Regions from separate parts of the Astyanax mexicanus genome. Here region 2 is linked to region 1. The links are chromatin contacts, called in public Hi-C maps. All regions are on one chromosome and are shown on one strand. Each heading gives the region's core, a stretch centred on a gene start, on an enhancer-like site or on the middle of the called end of the contact. The rest is flanking DNA. Distances are from core to core; before and after follow the strand shown.

What was found. Hi-C and Micro-C count contacts between places; a contact is called where the count stands out from the background.
Region 2: a contact with region 1 is called in a Hi-C map of muscle, with 16 times the contacts expected there. The contact joins the enhancer-like site here to the promoter of bambia in region 1. A contact is called at or near these places in 2 of 3 Hi-C or Micro-C datasets (both in muscle).

What each region holds. Positions count from the first base shown.
Region 1 is chr15:35,073,103-35,077,199 of AstMex3_surface, forward strand. It overlaps bambia (BMP and activin membrane-bound inhibitor (Xenopus laevis) homolog a), which reads left to right and starts at 2,622. Exons shown (of 3, transcript XM_007259650.4): 1 at 2,622-3,158. The coding sequence starts at 3,083.
Region 2 is chr15:35,238,751-35,242,442 of AstMex3_surface, forward strand. No RefSeq gene overlaps it. Among protein-coding and RNA genes, the nearest start is that of LOC103037561, 24 kb to the right of the region's middle. Within about 2 kb of position 1,616, the one cell type or tissue checked has an H3K27ac peak away from gene starts, as active enhancers do.

The DNA.
Region 1 (4,097 bases), core at 1,372-3,871:
TAATTAAAGGTGTGGGCAGCGCCTGTTGCCATTGAGTTCAGAGACTGAATAGATTGGCGCCTCAGCCAAATTACCAACAATTACAACAATTGCTGTCGATCCAGTCAGTTTTCTCCCTCTATGTGTGTGTGTCCCTCCTTTCCCCCCTCTGACCCTGAACCGATGGCCGTCTATCAGCAGGCAAAGGGCAATGAGGCCTGAGCGCCTCTCTGTCTGTGTGTGCCTTTTTAACAGCTGCTCTCCACCAGCAGCAGCAGCACCAGCAGCAGCAGCTATCAGCAGCCACCAGTGATTATATCTATTTCTCAACATCATCATCTCACAAACTCACTGTTAACTTACTGTTAAACTGGCCTGCATGTGTGTTTTTATGTATCTGTTTAAAAAAGGTAAGGCATGTAGAGTACTTTAATATACTGTATTTAAATATAGGGGAAACTTTGTTTAATTCTCTTGTTCTGAGAGAGATTTTTTGCCACTGTAGTCTCTGAGTTGCTTAATTAGTGCTTAGGGCTTGCACCTGTATCTGTGTGTAGCTGCTTTGTAAAAAAAAAAAAAAAAAAAACTTATTACAAGCACTACACTGATATGAATTTTTGTCTTACTAAGCATTGTAAGTGTATTATTATTTTGCTTGTTCTTATCAGTCTTGCTTAGAATTTAGCTTATTTTAAGTAATTTAATGTCAAAATAAGCACAAAAAGTCACGTTAAAAAGTCAAGTTAGTCTGATTCATGTGTCCAAATTTTGCTTGTTTTAAGTATTTGTCAGTCTGGACTGCACATTTTATGTATTTGTTTAAACAATTCTGCATTTTATTTACCACTTCATGAGCCCTATGTCTTCATTAAGAGATAGTAGACACATGGGTCTTCCTCTCCAGGTTTCTTTTTCTTGTTCTGAGGGAGATTTTTTTGTGCCACTGTAGTCTCTGGGTTGCTAACTGAGGGCTTAGGGCACCTGCATCTGTGTGAAGTTGCTTTGTAAAAATGGCTTAATACAAGCAGTACACTGCAAACAACTAAAATTTGGCATGTGAAATCATCTCATTTCAAAGCAGTACATCTTATTTTTCTCCCTTATAGGAGAAATATTTATGCCTTACTAAGCATTATAAGATTATGTAGCTTTTTAAAGAATCTTGATCAGTTTTGTTTATTTTAAGTCATTTTAACTCAAAATAAGCGTGAAAATTCACCGGCTAAATTAGTCTGATTTTTTTAGTTCTATGATTTTTACTTGACTTAAGTATTTGTCACCCTGGTTTCCCCATTTTTGTACTGCTATTTTAATGCTTAAATATATAATAGTTACTATTATCTTAATTATTATATATTAGTAAAGCCATGTCTTAATTAAAAATTTAACAATATTTATAACATGAGTGTGGAGTATTCTTATTACTGCATGTATTGTCACTTTTTTCTTTATATTTTATGCTTAATAAAATAATATTATTATTTTTTTTAAATAGTTTTAATACAATATATGATAATTTATGTATAGATAATGTATCATCTTAATTATACTACTAGTCTTATATGAACCCTGTAAAGTTGACATTTAGAGAGTTGCCACCTTTTCCTTTATATTTAAAAAAAAAAAAAAAAAAAAAAATATATATATATATATATATATATATATATATATATATATATATATATATATATATATATATATATATATTTTTTTTTTTTTTTTTTTTTTTTGTAAGGTTGTAATAGTTTAACTTCAGCTGTCTGCTGTTGGCACCGATGTTGTCCCTCAGCTTCAAACAGTAGGACTCGTCCTGTCCTAACTGAATGATAAACATATGAACAGACTGCTCGGGCTGTGGAGATATCGATCGGAGCCGTGTGTGTGTGTGTGTTTTGCATGGGATTGTCTTGGGGGTAATTGAGTGGCCCTGTCTGTGTGTGTCGTCTCTCTGGCGCCATGTGTCTCTTTGGATTGCTAATTTATCTAACCGCTTCGTCCCAGTCCGTACATCCGTTTTTCCGCGACCTTTCGAGACTTCAGTAGCCAGAAAAAAATATTTATGTACTTTATATAATTAATTTAAAGAATGATTACTTTCTTAACTTATCATATTTAACTGATTTAAAGCTAAAACTACCCACCTACCTACCTTTCAAGCAGGATTTTAGATAGTTAAGCTACATTCATATATGTTTAGTTAGCTAACGACTATAATTTACCTAGCTACAAAACATAAAAAAAATAATAAATCTAAAAATCTAATTAATAATTAAGCTTACATGTTACCTTCACCTTTATGTTTTAACAGTTAAAAAATACATAATATATAACATATATAAATTACCGGATGGTTGTAAAGTAATATTCATATATATTAAATTTAATTTGTATTAATTTTACTATTTCCACCGTCTGGTCTCATAATCTATAACCAAGTCTAACCTGAACGCCAACGAACTTTTACGTATGTAAATAAGGTTCCGAGGTTCGTCCAATCAGCGTTACGAGTGGGCGTGGCGACGCGGAGTCTCATCAGAGTTGGTTCAGAGCCGTGGTTTTACATTGTAAAGAGTATGCAAAGAAAGCAACACGCGCGTCCAATCAGCGCCCACGGGGGCGTGGCTACGCGGAGCCTCATAACTGTGGCCTGGCGCTGCTGGATTTGACTATTCAGAGCCGTACTGTGAGCTGTACTGTGGAGCCGAGGTCGCTCTTGGATTAAATATCGTCTTTTTCGTGCTTTTCCCGTTGTTTAAGTGTTCAGAAACGTTCTTTAACGTTGTGAAAGTTTCTGCCGTTACGTGTTACGGACTAGTTTTGCGTCGTTGTGGCGTGGTTTCCGAATATAGTCGTATTTCTTCGCTAAAGAACTGGACTGATCTGCTCCGCTCTGCTGTACTGTATGGATCCGCGGAGAGAGCCGCTGCTGGAGGAGCTCTTCTGAGTGTGCGGTCTCCGTTTGGACGCTATGTGAGCCGCGGATCTAAGGGAATGCAGTGATATGTGGGCTTTAAGGCACATGTAAAGAGCAGGTCTTCACCACAAACCGATTTGGAGGGTCTTGCCGCGGGCTTGAAGGGCTGGGAAGAGTCGCCGTTGCTCAATGGATCGCCATTCCAGCCTGGTTTCGCTTTGGTTTCAGCTGGAGCTGTGTGCCATGGCCATTCTCCTCACTAAAGGTAGGCAGCCTAGCTAGCAAACCTAGCTACATACACCAGAACACACTCTTAGTAACATAAGAAGGGGATTAAAAGTTACAGTTTGTGGACAAAAAAGGCAAATATGGTTAAACCACAAGTTAAGGTAGTAAACAATGCAAGAGATGTAGTTAAAGGGTCTAAAACAGAACATAAAGGATTGGGTTCACTGGTGTAGAGAGTAAAGTGGATTAAAATTAATTTAAAAATGTAAAAAAACATTAACTGGATAATAGGGGTGGGCGATATGGCTCTAAAATAATATCACGATATTTCAGGGTATTTTTGCCATAACGATATATTACTTGCCGATATAGGAAAACAGAAAAATAATTAATTAATTTCAGGAATATAGTATAAGAGAATATTAACAGCATAATCATAATGTGGCAAAATAAATAATATAGCATAAAATAATATAATGCAGCAACAAATATTGCAGAATATTTAGTGCATGCATATAAACTGCAAACTAAAACAATTATACAATAAATACACCTAAAGCTTCACAGTAAATAATATACTACTTTTAAGACAGGACATCTCTATTATCACGATATGGATTTTTAATATCACGATATTTCTGTGTCACAATATATTGTATACAATATAATATTGCCCACCCCTACTGGATAGGTTACCTTTTTCAATCTTAGAAAGACATACACATATTGCAGTAGAACATTGTACAGAAATGGCAAATCATTTACATTAGTAAAGCAATATATCATAACAGTAAAAATCTGACATTGTGTCTGTTCATTGTGGTGAACATGTAGTGTGAGGTAGCAGGTTATATATGCAGTTATAGCATATATGAGCATATATACGTTCTGTAGAAAAAGAACTACATGTAAATATAAAGTATGTTTAAGTGCTTAATCATAAAACATGATTTGTTTTTAAGCAGCAGGAGGGCTT
Region 2 (3,692 bases), core at 366-2,865, 160 kb after region 1:
TTTGCACATCAAGAGACTGAGACAGCTTGAGCTCAGTGAGGTTGGATGGACAGCAGTTTTCAGCAATTTCATATCTTTATGTTTGAAGCCTGAAATGGCAAAAGGTTGAAAATTTCAAGGGGGTCAAATACTTTTGCAAGGCACTGGAAATTATCAGTTTTCAAAAGAGGACCAAATAGGTGAGACATTCCATTTCCACATTAAAGTTGTCCAATACCACCCAGAGTGGACAGGGCTGTGTAGGGGTGTGTCATAATATCACCAACATTTTTTAATATTGTGAAGGATATTATACACTGTACATCACACTGTTCTCATTTTCTATTATATATCTACTGATTTTACTTTAATTATGGATATATGGAGATATTTGGAGTGCATTATAAGTATCATGATATTCTGGACCATTGACTTCTGTTACAAGTCTGATGAAATTCTTGTATTTGTTTTATATCTCAGTTAGGGGTGTACCATATCATATTGTATGCAATTTAAAAAAAAAGATTTAATTCTGTTGCAGTAGTGTATACTTGAAAAAAAAATCAAGAGTATTGTTATTGCGAGAAAAAAAAAAGTGAAATATTGTGATATTTTTTGGGGGGGCATATCGCCCACTCCTAGCACTGTGGGTGATAATGATCGAGATTCTGGCTATTATTGTCCATGCCAGCAGATAAGCAACTCTGGATGAAATCTCAAAAATCCATGTTTAATACAGGAGGTACCACATGCATATACAGTACAAATACTGTAGTACAGAAGTCATGGGACATTATATTAGTTTCTGTCCCATGTTTTTTTGGCATGACAGTGTTTAGCAATGATATTTTATGTTTTTTATTGCTATAATTAAAAAGCCAGAACAGCAGTTTTGCTTCTGTGCCTCACAAACATCAGTTTGAAACATCTGAAAGGCATTAATCAATCGTATTGATTCAAACCAACACAAGCAGCTTAAAATAACAGTCTTTGCTATCATAACAATGAGAAAAGTGCATGGCTCTTAATTAATCATGGGAGTGTTTTGGGCATTAGTTGCAATTAACCAATTAGTGTGTCACTTGACATTTCGTTCTGTTTAAGGAACCAGGTGTGCTCTGACTTCGGTGCATTGCTATTTCAGGGGCGCAGCTAACAGCAGCTTCTCAGCAGAGGAAACTGACCTGCTTGTTTGCGCTCTTATTTTTTTTTTTTATTGTTGATGTAAGAGTTTGTATAGCTGCCAACAGGCAAGCGCTATGGGTTTGTGCACTGTTGGGCATGAGCCTGTGTTGACAATTCACTGCCAAGATAGTAATAAACGTCTCTCTGTTGAAGTCAGTCTAGGTTGTCTTCAGTCAGTGGCGCACCTGTGTTTTCTGTTATCGCTGCCAAGATAGCAATACGCCTTAAATTTACCTGAACAAACCTCACTTCTAGATCACCCATATTCACCATATTCACACACACACACTGTAGCTTTTTAAAGTGATGTAGGCTGTTGGCAGGGTGTAAGATAGCAGTGAGCATCGTGACGCACCTTACGCAGGGTGTAAGATAGCAGTGAGCATCGTGACGCACTCCACACAGGGGGTTAGATAGGACCCGAAGAGTTAAATGAATCAGAGCGTAGGTGAGCTGCAGTGTAGTTTTCGGTTCGTGTCCTTATTTCCCCTCACTCTATTTAGCGTTCTGCACTCCATCCAAACGGAGGGCAGTTAATAAGAGGGCTGGTTGAAGGCATTTTGCTCATGTGGGTGTGAATGTTCGGAGCTGAGCTGCGGCCCAAAGCTCTTATAAAAACACTTCCTCTGCCAAAGTCTTTTTCTCAATGAGAAAACAAGCAGAACTTTGCTTTAATTTGGAGAGGTATGATGTTTGTTTTTCGTCAAGAGAGCTGAAGTAAAAAACTGAAAATTCGCCTGCAGCAATCTGAAGCATATTTAATCTTCATCCTGTCCACCTTAAAGTTCTTAACAAGTTGCCGCCTTTGAACTTGGGCCTTTATTTTATTTTACTCTTTGAAATGTGATAAATAAAAGTATACATTCAGCAGTGTGTGTGTGTATGTGTGTGTACTCATATTGACCTTGGCACAACCAGCACATTGGCATTGTCCAAATGTTGATTTTACCCTTAGTGTTTGTTAGCTCAGTGAGTCAGGGTATGACACACACTCGGCTGTGACCCCCTTCTTAGCGTGGCAGTGCCAACTGCCCTGGCACTTCCCAGGCCTGGACACAGATCTGTGGATGCAGAATGGTGCCCTGGAGGCACATCTGGCCCTTATGCATACACACACACACTCACACAGACTAGGACCAGGACCAGTTTTCGCTGGAGGCAACGACACTTTGTGTGAAGCGTGATTTATTTATTCAGAACATGCACAGAGATAATGTATGCATGGCAGGGAACATGGGTGCGCTCTATTGAAACAGTTATCTGCCCTTTGGTTAGAATTGTGCCCTGCTGTGTTGGTCCAGAATCAATTCAATTCACAGTGTCTGAATTTAATATAAAAGAACAGCTACAATCAGCACAGTCAAAAATAATGCATCCATTTTCCACTAAATCAGCTATTACATTAAAACCTGCTGCCTAATATTGTGTAGGTCACCCTTGTGATGTCAAAACAGCTTGGACCCATCAAGGCGTAGACTCTAGAGGCGTTCACACGTTTCTCTAGTCTGAATCAGTTGATGAGTTTGTCTACATGGAGTGTTTCTCCCTCTGTTTGGTCTGTTTTCATACAGACATAAATGTAAAAGCACCAAAATGCGCACCAATAAACCACATGTGCAGGCTGTGTCCTCTGATTGGTCAGAGCTGTTTGACGTGGGAGTAAATATACATATACGAAAAAAGTAAATATAGCAAGAAGATTCTGTGTTCCAGCGCAAATATCTGTGCTTTAACACTGAACACTGAAACGCTACGCTTTCAAACACAATGTGTGGATGTGCAGCACAGATATACACATAGTAAAGAGTCACGTAGCTAAAATCATATTCATTTGGTGGAATAACCCTGGTTTTTATTCACAGTTTTCATGCATCTTGGCATGTTCTCCTCCACCAGTCTTACACACTACTTTTGGAAACTTTATGCCAATCAAGGTGAAAGAATTCAAGCAGTTCAGCTTAGTTTGATGGCTTGTGATCATCCATCTTGATTATATTTGAGGTTTTTAATTTGGTCAAAGAAAATCAAAAATACTCGTCATTTTTAAGTGGTCTCTTATTTTTTTTAGAGCTGTGTATCTATGCTGATGAGCATGGTCCTAAATTGCTCCTTAATTCACTTTGCATGCATATGTACGGGGGTTGGACAATGAAACTGAAACACCTGTCATTTTAGTGTGGAAGGTTTTATGGCTAAATTAAATCAGCCTGGTGGCAAATCCTCATTAATTGCACATTGCACCAGTAAGAGCAGAGTGTGAAGGTTCAATTAGCAGGGTAAGAGCACAGTTCTGCTCAAAATATTGCAATGCACACAACATTATGGGTGACATACCAGAGTTCAAAAGGGGACAAACAGTTGGTGCACGTCTTGCTGGAGCATCTGTGACCAAGACAGCAAGTCTTTGTGATGTATCAAGAGCCACGGTATCCAGGATACCAGGATCCCACCATCAGCATACCACCAAGAAGAACGAACCACATCCAACAGGATTAACTGTGGACGCTGTAAGAGGAAGCTGTCTGAAA